Regions from separate parts of the Pan troglodytes genome. Here region 1 is linked to region 2. The links are chromatin contacts, called in public Hi-C maps. All regions are on one chromosome and are shown on one strand. Each heading gives the region's core, a stretch centred on a gene start, on an enhancer-like site or on the middle of the called end of the contact. The rest is flanking DNA. Distances are from core to core; before and after follow the strand shown.

Region 1 (7,246 bases), core at 1,445-3,944, 350 kb after region 2:
AAAGGGAGAAGGCAATAAAGCTGTCCCAGCCACTTTTGGTACAGTTGTATTCCTTTTCCTCCATTTTCTGTGGCCTGGGTATTATCTCCATGGTTCTGTGGCATTGTAGAGCTTTCCTGTAACCTTTTGACTGTGTCCTTGCCATTGTGCCCTTAACATACCTCTTAGGACTTAAAGGCTTTGGTGTGGAGCAAGAAGTGACAGCTGGCCTCTGCAAGAAGGATGAAGGCTGAAGAAAGGCCTGGACTGGCTCAAAGGGGATATCGGTGACTTCCAGAGTAACAACTACCGTAACGTGTTTGAGACAAGGGCAAAATTTCAAGGCATTTGAGCTCGTCTTTAGTTGTGCTTGTGGACACTGCCAACCCTTCTAACCTCTGAATCAGTCCTTGTTCTCCTTCTTGAGGCCTGCTCTTCCTTCATTCAACTCTGCAGACATTCTCATTTCCACGAGTTGAAATATTTTCAAATCTAGAAATTGAGCCACTACTGTTTCACCAAAAAAGTTCTGACCACATGGGTTCATTTAGCCTCTTTCACTGATGAGAGGTACTTTACCCTTGTAAGATTAAGCATTCAGGTGACCAGATCGGAGAGTGGGATAAGGTTGCAATAGGGTTTAAATAGACTGGGAATGGCCAGGCACGGTGGCTCATGCCTGTAATCCCAGCAATTTGGGAGGCCAAGGCAGGTGGATCACCTCAGGTCAGGAGTTTGAGACCAGCCTGGCCAACATGGCAAAACCCTATCTCTACTAAAATTACAAAAATTGGCTAGGCGTGGTGGCACACACCTGTAATCCCAGCTACTTGGGAGGCTAAGGCAGGAGAATTGCTTGAACCCTGGGGGCGGAGGTGGCAGTGAGCTGAGATCATGCCACTTCACTCCAGCCTGGGCAACGGAGCGAAACTCAGTCTCAATAAATAAAATAGACCGGGAATGATGGCTTCTCAGAATGTACTGGGGTGGGCGACAGAGTGAAACTCTGTCTCAATAAATAAAATAGACTGGGAATGATGGCTTCTCAGAATGATCTGGGATGTAAGTTCCAGTTGCCATCTATTTACTGGTGTTCAAATCTACATTCCAGTAAAACAATAGCATGCATTTTTCCAGTATGTTTTATGTGCTATCTGCTGTTCTATGTGCTTTAAACAGTCATCTAATCTTCCTGATGATAAAGGTAAATATTATCAGTATTCTTGCATTTCATATTGAAGAAACTGAAGCCCTGAGAGGTTAAGAGATTTAACAAAGCCAGGCTGGGTATGGTGGCTCAGGCCTGCAATCCCAGCACTTTGGGAGGCTGAGCGGGGAGGATTGCTTGAGGTGGGAGGATTGCTTGAGGCCAGGAGTTTGAGACCAGCCATAACAAGGCCTCATCTCTACAAAACATTTTGAAATTAGCCGGGTGTGGTGATGCATACCTGTAGTCCTAACTACTTGGAAAGCTGAGTAAGGATGATCCCTTGAACCCAGGAGTTTGAGACTACAGTGAGCTATAATCGCACCACTGCACTCCAGCCTGGGTGACAGAGTGAAAGACCTTGTCTCTAAAAAACACAAAAGAAACACACACACACACACACACACACACACACACACACAGAGAGAGAGAGAGAGAGAGAGAGAGAACAACAACAAAAAGGGAGACTTAACAAAACATTTACAACTAGTTAGTAAGCGGCAGACCCAGGATTCAACACCTAGACAATCTAGAGTCTACGCACCACTTTTTTTTTTTTTTGAGACAGCATTTCACTCTGTTGCCATGCTGGAATGCAGTGATGATGTGATCATAGCTCACTGCAGCCTTGACCTCCTGGGCTCAAGTGATCCTCCCAACTCAGCCTCTCAAGAGTAGCTAGGACTACATGTGTGCACCACCATGCTCGGCTAATCTTTAAAATTTTTGTAGAGACAGGATCTTGCTATGTTTCCCAGGCTGATCTTGAACTCTTGGGCTCAAGCAATCCCCTAGCCTCAGCCTCCCAAAGCACTGGGATTACAGACATGTGCCATCTTGCCTGGCCTTAGAGTCTCTGTCCTTCTTAATAGCTACACTACATTGCCTCTCAAGAGTAAATTTGTTTCTATTGCCTGAAATGTTTTTTGTTATTTATTTATTTTTTCTTTCATGACCAAGAAACTGGTTTCAGACATCTGGAGGTAGGCAATTCCTTGAGAATGCTGAGAGCATGAGAAAATAGCATAGGGGAATTTTCTTACAGAGTTGGATAAGAGATCCCAAGAAAAGAGGTGGGAGGTGCTAAAGTTTTAGAAATAAGGGTTTTGAGCTTTTTTCAGAATCAAGGATTTCAGACTTGTGAGGCTGAGGTAATTTTCTGAAAAAAACTTGTTAACTCGGGGGAGACAGAGGGAGTAAAAGAGGCCATTCTCCCCGGAGTAGGCAACAGTGGGAAGGCATTTGGAAAGAAGGCAGTGGCCGGTGGTGGACGGGTGCTGAAATGATGGCCCAAAGGGGTTGCTGCGGGATTTAATCCAGTGTTATGAATATGCTGTTCATAGTTTTGGCCATTAACTCCAGATAATGGAGGCCAGCTGCAGAGAAGAGAGGACGCAGGCTGTTTAACTTTGTGCAGTGGATTACCGGGCTGCTGCAGAAGCATCAGATCCTCACTCCCAGGAGGGCTCTGAAGAGGCAGCAGGCACGTGGCTCGCGGTCTAAATTCAGCACGCTGTACAAAGGCAGTGGGGGAGGGCTGCAAGGTGGGCGATGCCGGACTGCGGAGGAGGTACTGGCAACCAAAGAATCTGGCTTACATCGGCGTTCGTAGGAAAATCTCTCCACTTACCCTTCTGGTTTCTTTCTCCTTCTCATCATCTTTCACTCTCTGCCTCAGATGTGTGTCTGTTTAAAAGACAGTCTCCTCTGTCAGACTCAGTCCTTGCTGTCAGCCATCCGCCAGGCCTGGTGAATCCTGAGTCCTGTTTCCAGGCTTGGTCTTGTTGGGGTGGCTCATAAGAAGCTCCGGGGGGAGGAGGAGGATGCACTTAGCAGGGTCTATTGGTGTCCACATAGAGGACTGGGAAAAAATGCAGCTGCCTGGGGTGGGGGATTGGCCCCAGGCCTCCCTGATGACTCCCTCCCTGGGCCCTCCCTCCTGTGAGTGGCATTCCTTGAATGAACTCCAAGGAGAATGTATTTACATCCGTGAGGTCAGACTATCAGAGAGGGCTTCATTAAGCACAGGAATAAAACACACGACTTTTCCTTCAACTAATGCACCATTGCTTAGCCAAAGACATCAGAGTACTTTACATTGACCTCATGTATTCTGACTCCATGAGAATTTTACAAGTGAAGGAAACTCAGGCTCCAGATTTGTGTTTCCATCTCTTTTGCTTATTAGAAAGGAACACATTTACTGAGCACCTAAAATTGGCCAGGTCCTGGGGATACATGTTTTCTTATTCTGTCCTTGTTAATCCTCACAACAATGCCACAAGGGAGTCATGATTGCCCCCGTTTTTAGGTGACGAAACTCTGAGAGAAGCAACTTACTACAGTTACACAGCTATATTGATGAGGCTGGGATTCAAATCCAGGCCTATAAAGATTCTAAAATGCAGCCAGGTGTGGTGGGTCACACCTGTCATCCCAGCACTTTGGGAGGCTGAGGCTGGTGGATCGCTTGAGCTCAGGAGTTTGAGATCAGCCTAGGCAACATGGTGAAACCCTGTCTCTACAAAAAATACAAAACTTAGCTGGACATGGTGGCATGCACCTGTAGTCCCAGCTACTCAGGAGGCTGAGATTGCAGCGAGCCAAGATTGCACCATTGCACTCCAGCCTGGGCCACAGAGTGAGACTCCGTCTCAAAAAAAAAAAAAAAAAAAAAGTCGCCAGAAAAGAAAATAAAAAAGACTCTAAAATGCACACTTTTTTCAACATACTTCACTTTATTTAACAGTCATGAAACATTCATCAAGCACCTAAGATATGAATTCACAGATGAAAAACATGATCCCGGGCTGAGCATGGTGGCTCACGCCTGTAATCCCAGCACTTTGGGAGGCTGAGATGGGTGGATCTCTTGAGGTCAGTAGTTCGAGACCAGCCTGACCAACATGGTGAAACCTCATCTCTACTAAAAATACAAAAATTAGCCAGGTGCAGTAGCAGGCATCTGTAATCCCAGCTACTCGGGAGGCTGAAGCAGGAAATCGCTTGAACCCGAGAGGCAGAGGTTGCAGTGAGCCAAGATGGTGCCACTGCACTCCAGCCTGGGCAACAGAGCGAGACTCCATCTCAAAAAAAAAAAAAAAAAGATAAACGTGATCTCTGCCTTCAAAGAACTCACAACCATGTGGAGGAAACACACAAGTAAGCAGACAATTGAAACAGAATGTAGAGTGGTAAGTATAGTGACAAACAAAGAACAGGAGATTTAGGAGCCCAAAGGAGAAATGATGGACTCTGCCCAAGGAAGTCCCAGGAAGGCGGCCTTTAATCAATCCATGCCCACTGCATTCCTGGTCACATGAGCATGGAGGTGCTGAAGAAAAAATAGCTGACATTTCTTGGCGGGCATTTTACTAAATATGCATTATTTCACTTAATCCTCACAACCTTGATCCTGAATAGGGCAATGAAGGATGGCAAAGGGATTTATAGGCATGCCCCCTGTGTTAGTAAGGTGCTCATGGAGCCCAAGGTAGGTTATTCAATAATAATGAGAGCCTTGAAGAGTGGCAGTAAGCCTGGAGCTAAGGCCTCAGTCTGGGCCTGTCTGGGGGGAAGCAGGTGAGACGAGGCTCTTTTACTGCATTTACTGCAGTGCCAGTGTCCAACCTGGCTTCCACCACAGTGTCTTATCCCCTTTGTGGTCTGAAGAATATTGAAAGCTAATCCTGCTTGCCCCAAACACTCCCCTGCAGTGCACAGAATGCCTGCCAAAAACCAACCAGACTAGGTGATTTTGCCTGCTTGGCCCTGACCTTCCAGATTGTTTCCTTGTCTTCTCAGGAAATATCACTCATGCCATGCTTCCATTGTGTTCTTCTCTGCTTAAGCAGGTGAGATTATATCTGTCTATCTATCTATCTATATAACATGTATTATTATATATTATATATTATACATATATACATATATATTATACATATATAATACATATATTTTTATATATAATATGTGTATTTTTATGTTTTATATAGTCTCACCTGCTTAAGCAGAGAAGAACCCAACGGAAGCATGGCATAAGTGATATATATATGTATTGTGTGTGTATATATATATATATATATATATATATATTTTTTTTTTTTTTTTTTTTTTTTTTTTTTTTTTGAGATGGAGTCTTGCTCTGTCACCCAGGCAGGAGTGCAGTGGCATGATCTCAGCTCATTGCAACCTCCGCCTCCTGGGTTCAAGCGATTCTCCCACCTCAGCCTCCTGAGTAGCTGGGATTACAGGCACTCACCATCATGCCCGGCTAATTTGTGTATTTTTATAGAGACGGGGTTTCACCATGTTGGCCAGGATGGTCTTGAACTCCTGACATCAGGTGATCCACCTGCCTCGGGCTCCCAAAGTGCTGGGATTACAGGCGCCTGCCACCATGCCCAGCTAATTACAAGTTTATTTTATTTTATTTTATCTTATTTATTTATTTGGCACAGAGTCTCACTCTGTTGCCCAGGCTGGAGTGCAGTGGCATGATCTTGGCTCACTGCAACCTCTGCCTCCCGGGTTCAAGCAATTCTCCTGCCTCAGCCTTCCGAATAGCTGGGACTACAGGCGTGAGGCACCACACCCGGCCAAAAGTTTATTTTATTTTCTTATTTTATTTTATTTTCTTATTTTATTTTATTTACAAGCATGAGCCACCACACCCAACCAAAATAATTTATTTTAGATTAGTATATAGTTAAAGGCAACATTATACAGTTGTATTTATAAAGCTTTTTTCTTTTCTTTGCCAGACGTGGTGGTTCATGCCTGTTATCCTAGCACTTTGGGAGGCCGAGGCGGTCAGATTGCCCGAGCTCAGGAGCTCGAGACCAGCCTGGGCAACATGGTGAAACCCTGTATCTACTAAAATGCAAAAAAAAAAAAAAAAATTAGCCAAATGTGGTGGTGTGTGCCTGTAGTCCCAGCTACTCAGGAGGCTGAGGCAGGAGAATTGCTTGAACCCAGGAGGCAGAGATTGCAGTGAGCTGAGATGGGGCCACTGCACTCCAGCTTGGCAACAGAGCGAGACTCCGTCTCAAAAAAACAAAAACAAAAACAAAAATACTTCTTTTTTTATTAGTTATTTTTTTTTTGAGACAGAGTCTTGCTCTGTCGCCCAAGCTGGAGTGCAGTGGCGTGATCTTGGCTCACTGCAAGCTCCGCCTCCCTGGTTCATGCCATTCTCCTGCTTCAGCCTCCCAAGTAGCTGGAACTACAGGTGCCCGCCACCACACCTGGCTAATTTTTTGTGTGTTTTTAGTAGAGACGGGGTTTCACCATGTTAGCCAGGATGGTCTCGATCTCCTGACCTCATGATCCGCCCACCTTGGCTTCCCAAAGTGCTGGTATTACAGGCATGAGCCACGGCACCTGGCCTTTTTTTTTTTTTTGAACTAGAGTTTTGCTTTATCACCCAGGCTGGAGTGCAGTGGTGCCATCTCAGCTCACTGCAACTTCCACCTCCCGGGATCAAGCAGTTCTTTTGCCTCAGCCTCCCAAGTCGCTGGGATTACAGGCATGCAACACCGCGCCTGGCTAACTCTTGTATTTTTAGTAGAGACGGGGTTTCACCATGTTGGCCAGAATGGTCTTGAACTCCTGACCTCAGTTAATCTGCCCACCTCAGCCTTCCAAAGTGCTAGGATTACAGACGCAAGCCACTGTGCCTGGCCTGTATTTATAAATCTTTAATAACACTCATAAACTGTAATTTTTTACACTTGCCCATTTAATTAGTGATACGTTTAATTTCAATAAATCATGTAGCAAAAACATCTATATATATATATTTGTGTGTATGTATATATATATGTGTGTATGTGTGTGTGTGTGTGTGTGTGTGTGTATTTTGAGACAGGGTCTCACTGTGTTACCCAGGCTGGAGTGCAGTGGTGTGATCTTGGCTCACTGCAGCCTCGACCTCTTGGGGTCATGTTGATATGGACCAGAGGCAGGGAAATACTGGGTAGAAGAGGGTGGTTCCCCGCAAAAGCCCCACCCACAAGCCTGGGGCTGCAGCCCTAAATAAGAGCTTTACATCTCTCTTTT
Region 2 (6,961 bases), core at 1,118-3,617:
ATGCCCACAACCTGGGATGGAAGGGGCTTAGAACTCAATGTTTTAAGATCTCCCAAGGATTTAAAGTCCTTCCTTAATTGCTCCCTCCAGAGAAGCCCCTGATCCATTTCTGCCACCTTCTCAGGGGAAATGGCTCCTGTGTCTCGCCGCTCCGCCTGTCAAAACATTTCCCCTTACATTTCACCTAAACACCTCCTCTGCTGCAGTGTGAGCCCTTGACTCCAGAGCCTTCTCCTTGTTGCCATGGCAAACAAGCAGCGGCTGTACTCCCTCCTCCCTTCACCCCCCACACACAACCCCCCCTTCCTAGCACTGCAGCTTCTGCTCTGCTGTCCCCAGCTTGGGTTCCTCCAAAAAGGCTAAGCCCCAAACTAGCTCCCATTCCTTAACCTACCTACTGCCGTCCTGGCCTTCCCCTAGGACCCCTCCCCAGCCACTTCCAGCCCTGCTACTCTCTCCAGGCCCAGAACAACCATCCCCAGCCCTCAAGTACTCTGCACTAGTTACTACCTGCTGCTGTTACCCTATGAGTCAGCTTCCATCTGCTCTGGGACACCCCAGAAAACAGACCCAGGCAGCCCCTAGTGCCACAGCCTTATTCAGTCCCATTCTCCTCTTTGCCCCCATTCTCAGGGGGAGCAAAAAAGAGCACAAAGGTAGGGGTCTTGGGCCTTCGTTGGTGCCTCCAGGGTTGCTAGCACTACGTACATATCCTTGGGGACTCACTGACCCCATTCCTTGGGGGCCCAACCACCCAGCTCTTCCCACCTCCCAATTTTCAGCCAGTTCCTTACTAGCAGCAGGGCTGCAAACTGCTCGCTGTCATTCTTGGCCTCACGGAGGGCTCCCAGGTAGCGCTCCAGGGTGGGGTTTCGGCCCTCTGCCTGGTTCAGAGCTGGCTCGCAATCCGAGGCCATGATGCTCGCCTTGCCCAACTGTGAACACAAGAGGGACTGAGCATCCCTCTGCAGAGGAGGGACGGGGGTGGGGTGGGGGTGAGAGTGGAAGATGGAGGGAGGGAGGGATTAGCACAGAGGGAGGGGAGGAGAGAATCTGGAGGGGTGGACTCCTCAGGACTGACCTCCCCCCGGGAAGCCCCTTTAAGGAGCTGGATCTGCAAATCCTTAGGGATAAAGAAGGGACCCTGGTCCAAGGTCACCTCCAGAAAGCGGGAAAGAAGGACCATGCATGCTGCTGCTCAGCCGGACAGCTCTCCTCACCAGTCTCCTGGGGGTGGGCGGGGGCTGGCCCCACTGCTCAGCTGTCCCCCTGGCACCAGAGGCTGGGTTTTATCTCCCTCCACAGGGACACAGAGGGAGTGAGTGGTGAGGACAGACAGGGAGAAATGGAGACATACATGGGTGAAGTTCGATTATCCGGACTCAGGCTGACATGGGAGAAAAGGACACCCCAGGCTTCCTTTCCCCTCCCTTCTTCAGAGGCAGAGATACGCTTCAGAAGTGAGAATACAAGATGCTCAACAGGGAAGGCTTGGAGGCCCCTTTGGGGACCCCACCCCTCCAGCCAGGGCTCTCAGTCGCCCCCGCAGGCTCCTTGCCTCCTCTCCTTTCCCTCCCTCGGGTAGAGGCTGCAGCAGCAGCAGCAGCAGCGGCGGCAGCAGCAGAATTAACCCCTTGCGCTCCCTCTTCTCGCCCTCCCCGTCCCGCTACCAGCCTGTGGATGCCGGCAGGGGCTGGAGAAGCAAGAGGGGGTCCCGGATAGTTCCCAGGACAACGGAGAATCCAAAAGCCGGATAATCGAAGCGGGGCTGCTGAGATGGGGAGATGAGAAGGGGAGGAGGGTTCCTGGCGGTCACCACCTGTCCCGCCGCAGCCAGGTCACAACACGACATTGATGAAGTCACGACAGGGCGGCGATGAGATCACACTTCACGATGGCGCGGTGATATCACGGAGAGATCACGTCAAAATCACGACATGGGAGACAGCCCCCAAAGATGACAGGGCAAATTAAAAAAAAAAAAGATATATATTGAAAAGGGCTGTGACAAAATGGAGTCTCGACAGGGCACGATGGTGTCGCGATATGGCGCGATGGAGTCGCGATAGGGTCCCCGGGGTGTGTCGGCATCGATCAGCGCCGGCTCGGAGAGGCCCCGGCTGGGATGCAGGGGAGGGCCCGAAGGGGGCTGAGCTCACCAGGCTGCTGCCCCGAGCGGCGAAGTCTTCTCCCAGCGCGATGCTCCGGGAGCCTCGGGCCGCTGCTCACGCCGCGTTGCCCACTCCTGGCTCCAGGCTGCTGCAGCTCCACCCCCACCCCCGCACCGCTCTTGACCAATCCGCGGCTGCTTCACTCCGGGCTCTGGCCAATGGCAAGTCAGGGTGCTAAGCAGTAGGGGGTGCCACCGTTGCCGCCATCTTGCTTGTGGGTATTGCCCGAGTCTGGGGCCTGGGGCTCGAGCGAAGGAGGCAAGGTGCAGACTGCCTCTGGAGAGCGGGCGGCGAGAGGCTGGGGGCCCAGATTCCTTCGCTTGTGCGTAGTTTTACCCGCCCAGCACTGCCCCTCCTCCCCCTTGGTCTCGCGGCCGGCATTGCCCTTCCCGGGGGAGGGGCGGGAGGGCTTGGTTAGCACGGAGAGTGTGTTTCCGGGTCGGTTCCGGGGAGGTGGGAGGAGGCGGTGTTTCCGGCCGCCGTCGCTGTCCAGGGAGGCTGAGGCGAGAGGTAGCTGTCCGGGTGGGGAGCCCGCACTACCTTTTTCCTCTTCCTCCTCCTCCGGGTGAGGGGAGCGAAGGTTGGGGGTCCCCGAGCCCATGGACCAGGAGGAGGCGGAGGCCGCCGAGAGCCGGGGCCCCGCTATGTGGCCCTGAGCCCCGGTAGGTGGCCGGGGGCGGCTGGCTGCCAGGCCGAGGACCATGAGCTCAGGGGAGGGGCAAGCGGGACGGGCGATGTCAGCGGGTGCGCTGGCCGGATGTTGGGTCCTGAGGTGGCGCCCCTGGCTCGGCCAGGGCAGCCAGCTGCTTCTGTCCTTGCAGGTGTGCAGCTTGGGTCCCAGGCTGAACCCCGCTTCTCTCGGGCCTGGGCCTAGTCATGCAGCTCCCTCCATCCCCTGAGAGCCAGGCAGACAGCCGGGGTTCGGGGCGCTGCCGTCCTTCTTCCACCTTCGACCTCTGCAGCCTAGTCTTTAGTTGCTGTCTCTGATGTTTGGTCTCTCCACCGAGATAGAAAGTTGGTGCAGAATGAAGAGGGGATGGGGTTGAGCACGATGTGTCCATTATAATGTGAAACCTGCCTCATCTAGGATTTTGAAAATTATGCCTCACAGAGGGTCCTGTAGTGGCTGCAGTGAGCACAAAGGTGAAATGAAGGAAGTCAAAATTGATAATCTCTGGCGGGATTCCAGGAACTCTTTGGCTTCTGGTCTCATAGTGGTTGTGTCCAACTGACAGTAGTTGCAGTTAGTGAAGAGCATTAGCTGACTCTCCTTGTGCTCTCTCCTGTGATTAACAGACTGAAAACTAGGAACAAATTGGAAAGACGACCTCCCAGAACAATCTGTTCATTTTTCCAGCTATTTGGAAAACAGTGTCTGCAAATATAAGCAAAGCTATTCATGGCAGTCTGTTCTGTAACTTTCCCAAATATCTGAGACTTTTTTAAAAAGAGCTTTATTCTCGATTACTCATACCAACTGAATAGGCTGTTTCAGACGTGCTCCATCGTTGTTCAAACATATCTTATCGCTGTGTACATAAATGGAGTTCCACGTATGTAGTTGACAGACTGAACTGTGATACATCCCCCATCAACCTGAAGTATTAAGTAAACATTACCCCCTGCTCTGTCTGAACAGCTGCTGCAACAGAGAGTGCTTTTATTTTGGGTGTACTTGTAACGCCCTAAATGCCAGAACTATTGTGAGCTTTTCTAGATTTTCATTTGTCAAGTATTGTGGGGGTGTGTGTTCTCTCCCTGGGTTGTTACCCTTTGATTCAGTAACAAACTATTCGGATCTTGGTGATGTGTTGTTGTTCTTGCGTTTGGTCAGCAAGCCTTTAACTGGACCCTAGCAGTGATTTGTGCCCTTAGGCAATTATAGGTTTCAGAGGAATGACTGGTTAGGAGTTCAAATGAAATTAACTCTGCCTTTCTCTTAGACGCAGGATTTATTAGACATGGCACTTCTAATCAGCTTGTTAGTCCAGTGGTGTTTATTACTCCATTTTTCAAAAGCTATTCATTTCTTTTCTGCTTCTCCCACCCACCTGTCAGGCTATTGATGACAGCTGTTGAGTCACCTTGAGTTTTAAATCCTTTTGTGGTAGGCAGAAATGTGTTGGGTAAGATTCATACACACACATACACGCACACATGCATACTCACTCGTTCCCTCTTGGGAGGCTAGAGAAATTGCTGGATGTACTTTCTAACTTAGGCTCCATTTCATAATCTCTTGAACATGTCTCTGGCCCACACACCTCCTTTCTGCCCCCTGCTCCCTGAAATACAACTACAAAACAACTAGAAATAGGAATGGATGGAAGTGAATGAGAACAATGAAGTCCTTCAGATGCATGTGGTTCTGCAAAAGCCTTTTCTTGGGTGGGCTGCACCTTAGTTTTGCAGCTGTGTGTATGTCTGTGGCTGTTTCTTGGTATTAGTCAGCATTGGTATCCAGCCCAGGCAATGCTGATCTCCCTGTATGCTGGCCGTGGATAGGAGTTAGGGGTTGGCAGCCTGTGTCGTTTGCTGGATGTAGATGACAGGTACATAGTTGGACAGAAGTTTTTGAATTGCTTCTTCAGAACTCAGTCAACCCTCATAATGTTGCCAATATTTACGTACTAATTTAGACAATATAGCAAAGTTTTATATGAGGGGAAAATTTTATGGTAAATGAGTTTTTCTGCTGGAAGAGACCTAAATAATCCAGCCCCTAGATTCTGGAGTAGCCAGCATAGTGCCTGATGTAAGTATCTGTTGAATGCAGGGATTGGGGTGGGTAGCATTGAGGTGTAAATTGAATAGATTTTCATGATAATAGTGGTGGGCGGAGACAGTAGCAGACTGGAGAGTGCATGCCCTGCCTGAAGACATTTGCATTCAGAAATTTAAAAAATACTGGGCCAGACATAACCCTCAGGTTACTTTACCTCTGAGGGTGCAACCTCTTCTCCTCAAAAGTAAGAAAGTGTGTTTGGTCAAAGTCACAAAGCTGTTAGTAGCAGAACTGCAACTAAAACTCAGAGATCTTCTTGTCTGCGGGCTGGTACTCTTTCCATTCTACCACATAGGTGATTTACTGTTAGATTAAAAAAAAAAAAAAGGAATATAAAGTTTCAGTTTTCAGTGGATTCATTTGATATCCCTTGCTGTGTTGTTATTCTGATAATTATAGGCCACCTCAAAGCCCAGGTTTAAAATTTATAGGCAGGGTTGAGCCATTAAAGACAAACTTGAAATTTTTCTTTCCCCTAATCTGTCATATTTTCTAGCATTCCACATTTCCAGGAATTAATTATTAATTACTCGGCATGTAATTTCTTCTCTTTCTGTCCTTCTAGTGTACTGGTTCTGCCTGTCTGGAGGGCCATGGAGAAGAGGCTGGGAGTCAAGCCAAATCCTGCTTCCTGGATTTTATCAGGATATTATTGGCAGACATCTGTGAAGTGGTTGAGAAGCCTGTACCTGTTTTATACTTGCTTTTGCTTCAGCGTTCTGTGGTTGTCAACAGGTACCATTTTCTTTATAGATTTAAGATATTTTTTTTTAGAAAAGGGCATTTTATGTGAGTCCCTCAGTTCATTTTAAGGACTATTAGGAGGCAGAAAAAACAATCTGCTAATTGACAGAAATGGTCATCCTTTTGGTGAATACTCAGTCTGTTGGGTTTATTTGTTTTGTTTTGGAACCAGAGTTTAAATTGGATTCTTTTTCATAAGGGAGAATTGGCACAACCGTTTTAAGACTTGATAAAAGTCAACTGGGTATTTCCACTTAATGTCTATAAAACCTTGAGCAAATTACCTATTATCTTTGAGGAAGGGTTATATCTACCTCATGGTTTGATTTGAGGGATAGTATAATTAAAGCATGTAGCACAGCACTCAGCATGGGTGCTTAGTCTTGCTATTTGCCCAGGCTGGTCTTGAGCTTCCTTTCCTTTCCTAAAGGAATCTACACTTATGGGAAAAATGCATTCCTTACTTTTTCCATAGAGAGGGGCTATGTTGATAGATTTTTTAGACTATACTTTCCTCCTAGAGATTATTTCACCAGGGTAAAGCCTCTTGCCAGGAATCAGTGCCAAGAAGGCTAAATTTCAAAGGAGAATGCCCTTTCTTTCTTTCTTTCTTTTAAGTTCTTTTGTTGATATTGTGCTTTCATAGTATGAGTGTGAGAAAACAGCAATATGAGAAAGATTTCTGTGTATGCTGCCATTCTGGCCAGTGACCAAAAACCTTCTGCTGTAGAGACCACCGTCTGGGATAACTAATCAGCCTTTTTCCCTTATAATTACAAAGATTTCTGTTGCTTTCCTAAAGGAATTGGTGGTCATGATTTTGAGACCCTAGTAATTATTGTATTTAGCAATTTCAGTAACATCAGCTTTGGGGTTTTTGTTGTCTTGCAGTGATGGTTGATGATTGCATAATTATAGCAGTGGAAGTTGTACTTGACAGAAAGCTGATCTACATGTTTTGTTTTTTTTTTTTTTACCCCAGATGATGCTTTGCTGGGACAGCTGACTATTTCAGGTCAACATTTTATATAAGATCATTAGAATTAAATAAGTAATTGATTTAGCACCATCAGAATAGGGAAAAATCACTTCTTTAAAAAAAAGAGATGGGGTCTTGTCACCCAGGCTGGAGTGCGATGGTGCGATCATAGCTGCCTGCAGCCTCAAACTCCTGGGCTCAAGCTGTCCTCTTGCTTCAGCCTCCAGGCATGAGCTAGTATGCCTGGCTAATTTTTTTTTTTTTTTTTAAGACAGTGTCACT

What was found. A called contact is a pair of places that touch in the nucleus more often than the background predicts.
Region 1: a contact with region 2 is called in a Hi-C map of stem cell-derived neural progenitor cells, with 5 times the contacts expected there. The contact joins the enhancer-like site here to the promoter of KIAA0319L in region 2. A contact is called at or near these places in 1 of 7 Hi-C or Micro-C datasets (stem cell-derived neural progenitor cells) and 1 of 1 datasets of contacts at active chromatin or transcription factors (stem cell-derived excitatory neurons).

What each region holds. Positions count from the first base shown.
Region 1 is chr1:195,775,422-195,782,667 of NHGRI_mPanTro3-v2.0_pri, forward strand. No RefSeq gene overlaps it. Among named protein-coding and RNA genes, the nearest start is that of SFPQ, 17 kb to the right of the region's middle. Within about 2 kb of position 2,695, at least 14 of the 24 cell types and tissues checked have an H3K27ac peak or open chromatin away from gene starts, as enhancers often do. A contact at or near this core is called in stem cell-derived excitatory neurons and stem cell-derived neural progenitor cells, where this site is marked.
Region 2 is chr1:195,429,317-195,436,277 of NHGRI_mPanTro3-v2.0_pri, forward strand. KIAA0319L (KIAA0319 like) reads left to right here and starts at 2,368. Exons shown (of 21, transcript XM_024357827.3): 1 at 2,368-2,493; 2 at 5,522-5,691. The coding sequence starts at 5,550. It overlaps NCDN (neurochondrin), which reads right to left and starts at 2,366. Exons shown (of 8, transcript XM_063782953.1): 1 at 2,160-2,366; 2 at 1,358-1,887; 3 at 795-935. The coding sequence starts at 917.